Linked DNA regions of Mus musculus: region 2 is linked to region 1. Evidence: chromatin contacts called from public HiChIP or PLAC-seq data. All regions are on one chromosome and are shown on one strand. The core of a region is the stretch at or near the end of the contact, and the rest is flanking DNA. Distances in the headings are between cores, read along the strand shown.

Region 1 (5,742 bases), core at 1,253-3,752:
ACTGCCTGCTGGCTATTCTCCTGTCTGTTCTCGGTTCATCATAGAGAGGAATTCTTCACAGCTCAGAAGAATTGAAGAGGGCACATTTTGCCCTGTCGAATGGGAGTGTGTTGGGAAGATGCTCAAGGCAAATTCAATCAATAGTCAGTGCTTTTCCTGGAGTTGTGGGACGATGGGATGTATTGGAGAGGCTCCCTAACCCTAGAGCAGATCAACCTTAGCACTTAAGTAAAAGTGATGTGCGTGGACATAGAGACTTGTAGTCACGGTGCTGGGGAGGCGGAGACAGGTGGGTCCCTGGAGTTTGATGGCCAGCCAGTCCATCCTCATTGGCAAGCTCCAGGTCAAAAAGAAAACTTTTCTCAAAGATAGTAGGACAATGTTCTTGAGGGTGACACATAAGGTCATTCTCTGGTCTCTGGACACATATGTGTGTGCCTCCACAATATATGAACATGAACACTTTTGAAAATAAAGTAAGCCAGGCGCATGCCTTTAATCCCAGCACTTGGGAGGCAGAGGCAGGTGGATCTCTGTGAGTTCCAAGCCTACCTGCTCTACAGAGTGAGTTCTAAGATAGCCAGGGCTACACAGAAAAACCTGTCTCAAAAAACCCTAAATAAATAACAAGTAGTAAATGAGTTGCCATAGTGAGAGGTGTTCTAGGAAGGCATGACCTGATCTATGAGGATAGAAGGTGAAAGATGGTGATACTATCTCTCTGGAGACCATGAATCCATTCTAATTCTGCTCCCATGTGACATCACTGGTTGGGCCCTGCCAGCTTACCCTCATGGGCTTCATCCACCTAAACCCAGCCCATTGAGCCCTCTTGATCTCCTGTGTACCTGGCATATCCTCCCTCCTCAGGACCCCTGCTGAGGTTCATTCTCATGCTTGCAGTGTCTTCTTAGCTGTCTGTACTTACCCAGACATCCTGTCCCTCCAGGCTCAACAAATGGCTCGCTTCTCCATTGAGACCTTCTCTGTCTGTCCTGTGCTGCCATAACCAGGCCTCCCTAAGCTGCAGGTTCTCCAATCCCCCACCCTTCTTGTTTTAACTGTAGCGTTCTTAGCAAAGAAATGCCATAGGAATGGATAGATGTTTCTGTAAATATTTGGATGTGAAAATGACATTGAGTTAGCATAGAAACACACAGAGCAAGAAGGCGTTAGCTATTCTGCCCCTGTAGAGCCTTGCTCTCTACACACAGTAGGTTTTTGGTGACTACAATGACTTCAGGTTAATTTCAGAAGTTTCTATAACACTGTAGACTACATGGGCTAAACAATAGAATTTTTGTTGTTGCCTAGTTCTGAGGACTAGAAGCCTAGAATGGAGGCAGGCCCACATTCCCTGTGGAGGCTCTGAGGCAGAGCCCTTCTTTAAACTCATCCAGAGTCTGGTGGCTCTGGTCAGTCCTTGTCTCATGGCTGTGTGATTGCTGTCTTCACAGACGGAGCTCTTCCTGTGAGCACATCCTTGTCTGGCCAAATTCCCTCCTTTTTGTAAGGACCCTGCTGATAATGGAGTCGAGCTCACTTTAACAACCCCCTTTTAAGTTGATCCCATCTCTAGGTAAGGTCAGATTTTAAGTTACTAGCAGTTAAGACCCCAACATATTTTTTATTGGGAAGTGACACAGTTCAACCCACGTTTTTAAAATTGTGCAAGCAATTCAGATGGATTAGCTTTTTGTTGTCTTTTGACTTTTTGTTTGTTTGCTTGTCTTTTTGTTTCTTTCATGTCGCTGAGGCTGGCTTTGAACTCCTGGTCCCCTTGCCCCTACCTCCCGAGGGCTGGGATTACAGGTGTGTGCCACAGACTCCGGCTTTTTATTTGTATACTGAACATAATAATGTGGAAGAAGGGATGATCACAGATTTTATTTGATCACAGATTTCATTCAAAGGAATTGATCAATGTGGGATGCTTTTAAATATGGCTAAACCTTAGGAACAAAATTGGTAGTAGATCATTTTGAAGTTAAATACTGGCATCTGACATTTTCAAAGAACTCTGTAATTCTCTGAAGGTCTGTATCCATATTTCTGCCCAAATCTAGTGAACACACATACACACACACAGAGAGAGAGAGAGAACCAATACTAGCTATGACAGATCTATCATGTTGAATCAGAATGTAGCTGCGTAGTCTTGGAGCTGGTCAGAGCTGGTTGGAGCTGGTTCTGCAATCACCATGAGCAAATCTTGTGCGTATTAAGAGACTAGCTAGAAGAGGCAGTGCTATGAGAAGCTACTAACACACAGGAAGGATATCATGTTACTTTAGTCTGTTTTGAGACTTTGAGGAGCTAAGCGAGGGAGAGTAGCTGTGCGTGTGGGTGCAGAGTCCAGGGCTTCTGGAGCGGTTGTGTGTCAGAGGAGGAAACCCTCGCCAGCAGATTTTATAGCCCCTTTCCTTTAAAAGCCTGGATGAGCAAGCCTGCTGGTTCTTGCCCTCAGAGAGCCTGTTTATACAACATCCTGGCTGTTGCCAGGTGAGTGGGTGAACTGCCATGATTCACGGCTGCAGCTGGGGCTGGGCTGCCTCTGTGATAGTGTGCAGGGGCTGTGTCTGCCTCACAACAAACAGGCCTGAGGTGCTGGTCCTGGATCCTTCACTAACCTCTGCAGGGCCTATCTCAAGCCCTATTGAAGGCACCCAGGTTCCTCTTCTACAACACAAGAGTATTCACCCCTTCCTCCACTCCCCAACTGTGGAACTCTATTCACATCGATACACTTATGTAAAATAATGTCAGAGCAGTGTCTCGAAGGAGGGACTATGTTATTCTTGAGATTGACACCTGAGGTTGACCTCTCGGGCCTCGACATGTGCATATGCTCATACACACACACACACACACACACACACTATATATATATATATATATATGCATATGTATATATAACATATATTTAACATATATAACAGTCTATATATATAACATATATGTGTGTGTATGTGTGTATATATATATATGTGTATACACACACATACTGACCTGCACCCACATGTGTGCCTGCCAACATATGAACACATGTATGTACACACATGCCATCCTCTCCAAGTTTATTGAATGTCTGCCTATGCTGGGTATTGAGACGCAGCTGTGGAACTACTAGGCACACTCCCTGCCTTTGTGGAGTTTGTTATACTGTCAGATCACATCCTCCAATTTAAGAGGTGAAAAACCTAGTCCGCCCCGCCCCCCCACCCCCCCACCCCCCCATCACTAGCCTAACTAATTCAACGGCCAGTGAATTCCTCAGGCCGTTTTATAGAATTTGGGGCTGGGTTACTTTTTTGTGGCTTCTCCCCCTTTTCCAACCCAGGGAACAGCTGCAGCCAGAGTCTGAGGTAAGTTCTGAGCTGGGAGTGCTCCTAAGAAGTCACGGGTCACATGACCTCTTCCTGTGTATGGCTGTTTGCACCTGTTTTAATCCTGATCTGTTTTATGTGGTGTTTAGAGAATTTTGTGAGTTGTCTCGGTTCCCTACTGTGACAGAGACCGTCTTTTCATCTCAACACTTACAGGGACTTAGTTTTCAAGGAGCTTTGCCTGGCATTGTTCATTTCATATTCATAATATTTTCATAACATTCATAATAGGTCATATTCATAATGGGTTCCTAACATTAGTAATAGGTCTGGCATATACATATTCTTTTTAAAAAAGATTTGACTTATTTTTAAGGTATGTTTGTGTGTGTGTGTGTGTGTGTGTGGTGTATGTATGTGTGTGTATGTGTGTGTGTGTGTGTGTGTGTGTGTGTGTGTGTGGTGTATATGTGTGTATTTGTGTGTGTGTGTGTATGTGTGTGTATGTGTGTGTGTGTGTGGTGTGTGTATGTGTGTGTGTATATGTGTGTGTGGTGTGTGTATGTGTGTGTGTGTATGTGTGTGTGTACATGGATGGATACTGGTACTTTTGGAGCATCCAGTTCCCTAGAGCTGAGATACAGGTGGTAATGAGCTGCCCCATGTGGGTGAGTACTGAGAACTTAACCCCGCTCCTCTAACAGTATTGTGTGCTCTTAACCACTGAGCCATCTCTCCAGCCTCAAACATATGTTAGATGCTTTGTTTTCTACATCTATTTTCCATCCACACATTCTCTTTGTGTCTCTGTCTCCGTCGTCTTTCTCTCCCTCTCTCTGTGTGATGACGACGAATGTGTAGTGGTCAGAGGACACGCTGCAGGAGCCGATTTTTTTCCTTCCGCCATGTGGATTCCAGGAACACTCAGGATTTCTGGCTATGTGGCAAGCACCTTTCCCAGCTGAGCCATCTTGCCAACCTCCATATATAATTTAAAACTTGATTTTTAAAAGATACAAAGCAGCATTCTAAAGCTTCAAATAATCTTTTAACTGTGGAGAGCTTGACACTTATACCAAAGGAATATGTGCTTCTAGCCTTTGCCTCAGCCTCAGCAGCCCACCCCCCACGGTCAGCCCCCCCCCCCCCCCGCCCACATTCAGGGCCAGGGCTCCCTTCCACTTCTGGTCAATGGTGCCTCATCTAAAGCCTGCATCCTGTCCACTTCCTTCACCTGTATAAGGAAATAAATATGTCATAAATACTTCAATATGCTTCTCTCAAAGATAAACACTGCCTTTCAATATTGCCACAATGCTTTTATCATGCCAAAAAGTAATACTCACTTTAGCAATATTTCAAGAGGAGGGGAAAAGATGAACTATAAGCATTTGCAAACCTATTAGCTCTTATTTTTTTCTGTGTTTTCTTGTTTTTTGTTTTTGTTTTGTTTTGTTTTGTTTTACCTTGAGCATGTGTTATTTTCTAAACATCTACTGTGCTGGGACTTTTTTTGTATTTCATGTTGTGGTTAAGGCTCTGGGCTCCTGTCTGTCCCTTGCTCTAAGGAACAAAGGGCGTTTCCTTCAGCTAGACTGTTTCCAATATTTGAGATGATTCCCCAGAGCCTCTTCTGGCTTCTAAAGCTCCATTCAGTAAATATTTGCTGAGAGTCACAATCTGTCCATCACTGCTGGCTGCTGCCGTTAAGAGTGAAAAAAAAAAAAAAAAGGCAGATGGGGCGTGGTCATCTCAGGACTGGTAGCTGCCAGGGGAGCAGGGCTCTCATCCTAAGGACACCTGCAGTCACTCATGCATGGCTGTCATTACGGGGAGAATGGGCATGAGGAGGCCTACCAGTTCTGAAGGGTCGAGGCAGTCACTCTGGAGGAAGAGACATCTCAGTCTAGCAGTATGGCAGAGGGAAGAGTCTTGTGAATAGCATGAGTCAAAAAGGAGTTGGTAGAAGAACAGAAGGGGGGCCATGAGGAAGGATGGAGGTAGGGTGGGGTACTGGAGAAGAGCCCTATTTCTGGCCTGACACTTCCTGATGGTTCTAGCATGTGAGGGCTGGGCTCCTGGCTTCCCTGCCAGCTAGAAACTCAGGGATGCCACATAGCCACATCAAGTCCAACTCCCTGCTGACTCTTTACTGGCTGGGAGGCAGTGTGGTTTAAGAAGGTCACATATGGAAAGACAGACAGGAGCCTGAATGCTCACCCCGGATGAACCAACATTTACACAATAGAGCTGTGGGGACTAAAGGAAGTACTGTGTAATAAAAATCACTGGGCAGCACATGTTTTCCTCCCTCTTTCTTCACACAAACCCTTCTGGCCTTTCCCTGTGTGGCCCAGCGTCTTCCTCCCAGGAACGCCCTGCTGCTACCCCGAGCATCATGCTGCTAGTCCTGCTA
Region 2 (5,742 bases), core at 1,720-4,219, 540 kb before region 1:
ATGGAAGCCATGCTGATAGAATTTCAGTGTCTGCTCATGGCAAGCTACAGTAGGACAGCAAAGCTTTTGAATGACAATCTTGTTGAGGACAAGGTAGATTTTAGACTTTTGGTTCCAAAAGCATTTAACACCATACCTTGACCATGTAAGAAATGTGTGCTAAATATTTTTTCAATATTTACTTATTGATATTAACTTAGTACTTACTGTTAATTAACAGGATTTTTGTTGCTAGTTCTTTCTCATATTCTCAATAGAATTCTAGCTCTATCCAGCATACTCAATAAATAATGTAATAAGTGCTATAAAGTTCAGATTAAATATTTTTTACATTTATTTACTTTGTGTGTATGTGTGTTAGTGCATGAACAACATACTATAGAATGTACATAGAAGTCCAAGGACAACTTTGGGATTTGGTATCTCCTTCAACCATGTACTTCCTAGGGATAGGACTCAGGTGGGGCCAAGACAAAAAACAAAAGTAAAAACAAAACCAACCAACTAACCAACCCCAAAATTATACAACAACAACAACAACCACCCCCACCCTCAAACCCAAGAAACAAATCAACCCACTTTGGGTTATGCAATATACCCAGCCCTAAAGCTCCACTTTCAATATTGAGTCTTCCATATTTTTCAGGAATAGATTTGGCCCATTATTGATGGGAATATTATTTCTTTATTTAGAAACACACAGATACCATTTGAAAGTATAAAAAATTTCATCCTCTAATTTCAAAATTCTAGCTCTCTTTTAAATAAAGCCACATGTACAGAAATATATTTACATATTAAGTAACTATAATAGAATGACTTGATATAGCTTAAAACAGAAGAAATAAATTCAGGTTACCATCAAGTCTAGTATCCTGGATACAATGCTAGGTGCTTATCAGTACCAACCCACAAGGAACTCACAATCTAATGACAAAACAACACACAAAATAAAATTGAATTTTCCACAATAGATATGAAAACCTTCCCCAGTCAGACTTTCAAAGTGAATCCTCTGATGTCCTCTAAAATAGCTGTGTGAGCAGTATAAGCTGCCTCTCCTTTGCCTTGGAAACAGCATACATCTCGCATGGTTTCATGCCACCCCTTCTTCTTGTAGTAATTATTTATCTCAATCAGGGGTTTCTACTCTGCTTTTGATCATTCAATTCTCAGACAAAAGACACACAACTTTTATATTTATAATGACCCTTTAATGTACTAGATCTGGTCAGATATCTACCTTCTAAGCTATTATGTCTACTTCCCTATCAATAACCCCGAGTTGTAACTTGCCACATTTCATCTGGCTGTCCTTAACTCCAAGTGGCCAGCTCTCATGGCCATGTTTTCATGATTCACCTACCCCATGGTGTGCTCTCTTCTCTCTACCTACTACCCTCTCCTCCTGGTTCCTGACTGGGAACCCCAAGCCCAAGAACCAAAACTCTGCCTATCTCTCTTCTGCTCATAGGCAGTGGGTATCTTTATTCACCAATCAGGGATAACTTGGGGACAAGGTTACCTAAGTGCAGATTCTCTCATCCCTGGGGGCAACCAGGCCAGTAGTTAGTATTACAATGCATAGCAGAAGACCAAACCTCAGCATCTTCCCTAGAGATTGTACCACAGAAATATGGCTTTACCAGTTACCTAATCAAATTTCCTGGTTGTTCTGTGACTGCTTTTTGCCTCACTTTTGTATACACCAAATTACGGATAACCAAACCCTGTTCATTTAATCAATGATGCTAGACTTGGCTCAGAACTGTTTGATTTATATTGGAAACATCATCAAAGATCAGATCTCTCCTTGCGAAGACTTTCTTCTTGTCTGTTTGATTTACTCTGGCTAGATCTTGAGTTTGGAAGATGACATTCATTTTTTTTTTTTATAGCATTTGCAAAAATGTTCTCAAAGACTTCAGCAAATTGCCTATTTGTATGTGGGTTAACCATCCGCTAGTCTTAGTTGGAAACGGGATCGTTATCATTTTTTAGGTGAAATCATGCTACTTTGTTTAGGATGGAGACACACTCCACAAGTTGCCAAAGCATGTATGTACCTAAGTGGGACTGGCTTTGGGGGTGAGTAGGCTACCATTAGTTCTGGAATGGTCTATACGGAGGTCCCACATATAAACCTTAATTTGCTTCTCTGGTTGGACAGCTCTGGTTGCAGTAAGTACAGCAATGGCACATTTAACTATCTTCTTTATATGAACTTCTGAGGCCAACGGCTCCTTCTTACAGTCAGGATACTCAAGAGTTGGCCACTGTCTTCAATTCGTTTCTTTGGATGCTTGTCTCGAGTGTTTCTTCTGCTTGGGCCTGGCTGGTCTTCTCTGTGCTCGCAGACCTCAACACAATCACCTTAGCTTCCCCTCAAGTAAACCTTAACTTCCAAGGCCGAATTTTTCCCCTTTTTCTTTGGGGCTTCTTCAGGCCAAGTTCGGAACTTGCTCATCAAGACTTAACTTCCTGGGGCTGTCTCTCTGGTTACAGCAAAGGCCAGGCGCAATCCTTTCCCAGAACTTGGTGTTGCAGCGCGGGGCTCAGGTGGGACGGCACGCTCAGGTGAGCAAGCTGATGAGCGCGGCGTGAGGGGCTTTGCGCTTTTCCCACAGAGTCCGCCCACCACAGCTGCGGCTCCACAGCCGGCCTCGCCTCCCGCGTCCGGCGTGGCTGAGCTCCGGAATGGCTGCGGGTGGCAGATCCAGATGCTGCCCAGCTGCGTCCCCGTCGCGGCACTTCGGGGCGCAGTGAGCTTGAGGAGACGGCCGCCGCCCGCCGTGGGCTTTGTCCGTCCGCCGCTCCGCCCCGCCCCGTGCCTCCCCGCCCCCTCCGCGGTCCCACTTCCTCGGCGCGGGAGGCGGGAGCGCGCCGGGCAGCGAGGGGTTAAGCCGACGCGCTTGAGGCGCGGAGGGATCCGGAGGCGAGCGGAGCTCGGTGCTGAGGCCGCCTCAGCGGAAAAAAAAAAAAATGTCCGCCTGAGGAGACCCACAAGTTCTATCGGGGGGACAGCCAGCCCGCCCGGGGAGCCACGGGCGGCTAAGCCCGAGAGCCGCCCGAGTCGCGCCGACTCAAGCACTCGCGGGGGCCCGAGGCAACGCAGCCGCCGGCGGCGCGTGGGGAGGGGGAAAGCCTGAGCCCGCGCTCCCGGCCAAAGTGAACTTTAATCGGGAAGGTTGGATGCGGAGCCCGGGCGGCAGGTAACCGCGGGCGGCGGGCGGGACGTGCGGAACTCAGGTCCCTTTGTACGGCGCGGAGCCCGGGGCCGCGTCCAAGTTGCGGCGCGCGGCGGGGCGGAGGCGCGAGCTGCGGGGTCCAGGCCCGGGCAGCGGCGCTCGGCCTGCGCGGCGCTCGGGGCTCGGCGCTCGGGGCCGGGGAGCCGCCGAGCCCGCCTCATTGTTCCGCGAGTCCGGGGCAGGGCGGCCCAAGTGGGAGGTGGAGGCCGGGCGGGAGTTTGCGGGGCGCGGACGCGCGTGGGGCGCTCTCAACCAAGCCGGGGACCCCCGCTGGGGACGTCCGGGCCGCAGACGCGGGCCTGCGAGCGGCGCGCTCCCCGCAACTTGTCAGCTCTATTGTTGCTGAGCGAGTGAGTCACTTGGTCTCCGGGTCGCCGCCGCTTTCTCGCTCCCTCGCTGGGCGCGGGCTCGCTCCGTACTCCTCCCCGGGGGCACCCCGAAGCCGAGCCACCTTGGAAACTTGCGGGAGCCACGGAGCCACGCGTGGGCTCCCGTGTCGGAGCGGCTTCCGTCACTGTCCTTCGGGTATGCGTGGGGATCTGGCGTGTCGCTCGGCGCCCCCCACCCCGAGCGCTGCCTCTCTCTCTCTCTCTCTCTCTCTCTCTCTCTCTCTCTCTCTCTCTCTCTCTCTCTCTCTCTCCCTCTCTCTCCTTCTCACGTCGAGCGTCCGGGTGTCCGCGGCTCAGCCTGTCTTCTCTGCCTTAGGACCTGCTAGAAGTGGCTGAAGATGAATCCCCAGCAGCAGCGCATGGCCGCGATAGGGACCGACAAGGAGCTGAGCGACCTGCTGGACTTCAGTGCGGTATGAGAGCTTTCCTCCGCATCTTGGGGTTCTGCTGAGGTTTCCCGAGATCGGGAGCAAGAGAGAAAAGGGGGGAAAGCGACATGGCAGCGGGCAACTCCATCTGCTTTTCAGCGCTAGTTCTCAGGGCTGGAGTCCAGCTCCCCCAAGTTGGACACCTGAACTTTGATGTAATGTCTAGACTTGCAGATTTCAAACTTTAATGCCAGAGGGGTCATTTGATTTAACTAGTTAAAAGAAGAACAATGTAATCATGAGCTCTGGTTGAGTCACTCCCTTCTGATAATTATTAGAGATTTTAGACTTTATATGAAAGAAAAAAAATATTTTTTTTCCTGAAGACTTCTCAGCATTTCCCTCCCCACGACTTCATTTAGCCTGTGGTACCTGAGAGATGCCAGCTTCAAAAAAGCCAACCCCAGCGCTAGAATTCCCAGCCTTGTGAGCTGACTGCTTTAAGTATACATATGCCGTCTGCATATGTAATATGGAAAATGATTTAAAAATAAAAGGTGAAGCTATAGAGCCCATTGCCCTTATTTCTTACTAATGGATTGAATTTCAACGTTAACTGCTCCTAGAAGGCAGGGCCAATACCTGCTGTATTAGAACTGTTATTATCTTTCCTGTATGTGGTAATTTCATCGGACATGATTCTGATTGCAAGTGCTTATTAAGTAATGTTAATGTAATGAGAATCACTTAGGGCCAAAGTGAAGATCATGGGTAAAAATTTACTGTTTAAACTTAATTATCTTGTAATCTTGCCTGTGGCTGGGTTTTCATAGCAAATGTCACCGGTTCTCTCAAGCAATATTAGTAAATAATATCACTTGTTATTGCCAGCCTTGGTCTGAATGGGTCTTCCATTTTTATTTCAAATTCTCTATGAAAATTAGGAACCTAATTGATGACACTTGGTGAACTTTTCTTTGCAAGGAATATAGAAGAATTTTAAGATTAATAGGTACATTTGGGTTATTTTGCAGATGTTTTCTCCACCTGTTAATAGTGGGAAAACGAGACCAACAACACTGGGAAGTAGTCAGTTCAGCGGGTCAGGTAAGACGATGTTGAAAATCAGAAATTTCTATTTCAGAGCACTGACATATTTTAGTAGAAAAGTCTATAAAGCATTTTAGTGCCTGCCACACCATTTTTTTACACTGTCCGGTTACAATTATAAACTACTAGCGCCTCAAACTTGGAGAGTTGTTCTGAAGATTGCTTGGATGTTTTAAAGAATTTTAGCATGGACTTAAAGTTGCTCTTTTTGTGAATGTTAAGATTGAAAATTGTCTTGAGCATGATGGATTGTGTCATGACTGTATTTAGAAAAGTGCTTGAAGAAAGCTTTGTGGTTCACGGGTGTTCCTTTTATATATGCAGACATTTAATATATCTTCAGATCATTAGTGTTATTAAATCCTAGGCTCTAAAATGGATAAAAGTATTGTTTAATCTATGTGCATAAAAAGTAGAATTGAGTCAAACAATAATTAATAAGTTGTATTTATTTTAAAAAATGGGTTTTACACTGTAGGAAATAAGTAATTTTGTGGATATTAATTTAAAATGATAATTCTATATTAAAATAAGGTCTTATTTTAAATGACATAGGGCCAAATTTTTGTCCTGTAATCAAATTATATTAGGATATTTTTTAAAGTTAGATTCCTAAGCAATATTATT

What was found. HiChIP or PLAC-seq counts read pairs in DNA pulled down with a chosen protein or histone mark.
Region 2: a contact with region 1 is called in a FOXA1 HiChIP or PLAC-seq map of pancreatic cancer cells. The contact joins the promoter of Tcf12 here to the enhancer-like site in region 1. A contact is called at or near these places in 2 of 39 promoter capture datasets (both in liver) and 3 of 115 datasets of contacts at active chromatin or transcription factors (embryonic stem cells, fetal liver and pancreatic cancer cells).

What each region holds. Positions count from the first base shown.
Region 1 is chr9:71,568,026-71,573,767 of GRCm38.p6, reverse strand. All of the region lies in intron 2 of Myzap (myocardial zonula adherens protein), which reads left to right. Among named protein-coding and RNA genes, the nearest start is that of Myzap, 21 kb to the left of the region's middle. Within about 2 kb of position 2,502, at least 81 of the 459 cell types and tissues checked have an H3K27ac peak or open chromatin away from gene starts, as enhancers often do. A contact at or near this core is called in pancreatic cancer cells, where this site is marked.
Region 2 is chr9:72,109,046-72,114,787 of GRCm38.p6, reverse strand. Tcf12 (transcription factor 12) reads left to right here and starts at 2,969. Exons shown (of 21, transcript NM_011544.3): 1 at 2,969-3,212; 2 at 3,954-4,050; 3 at 5,040-5,112. The coding sequence starts at 3,976.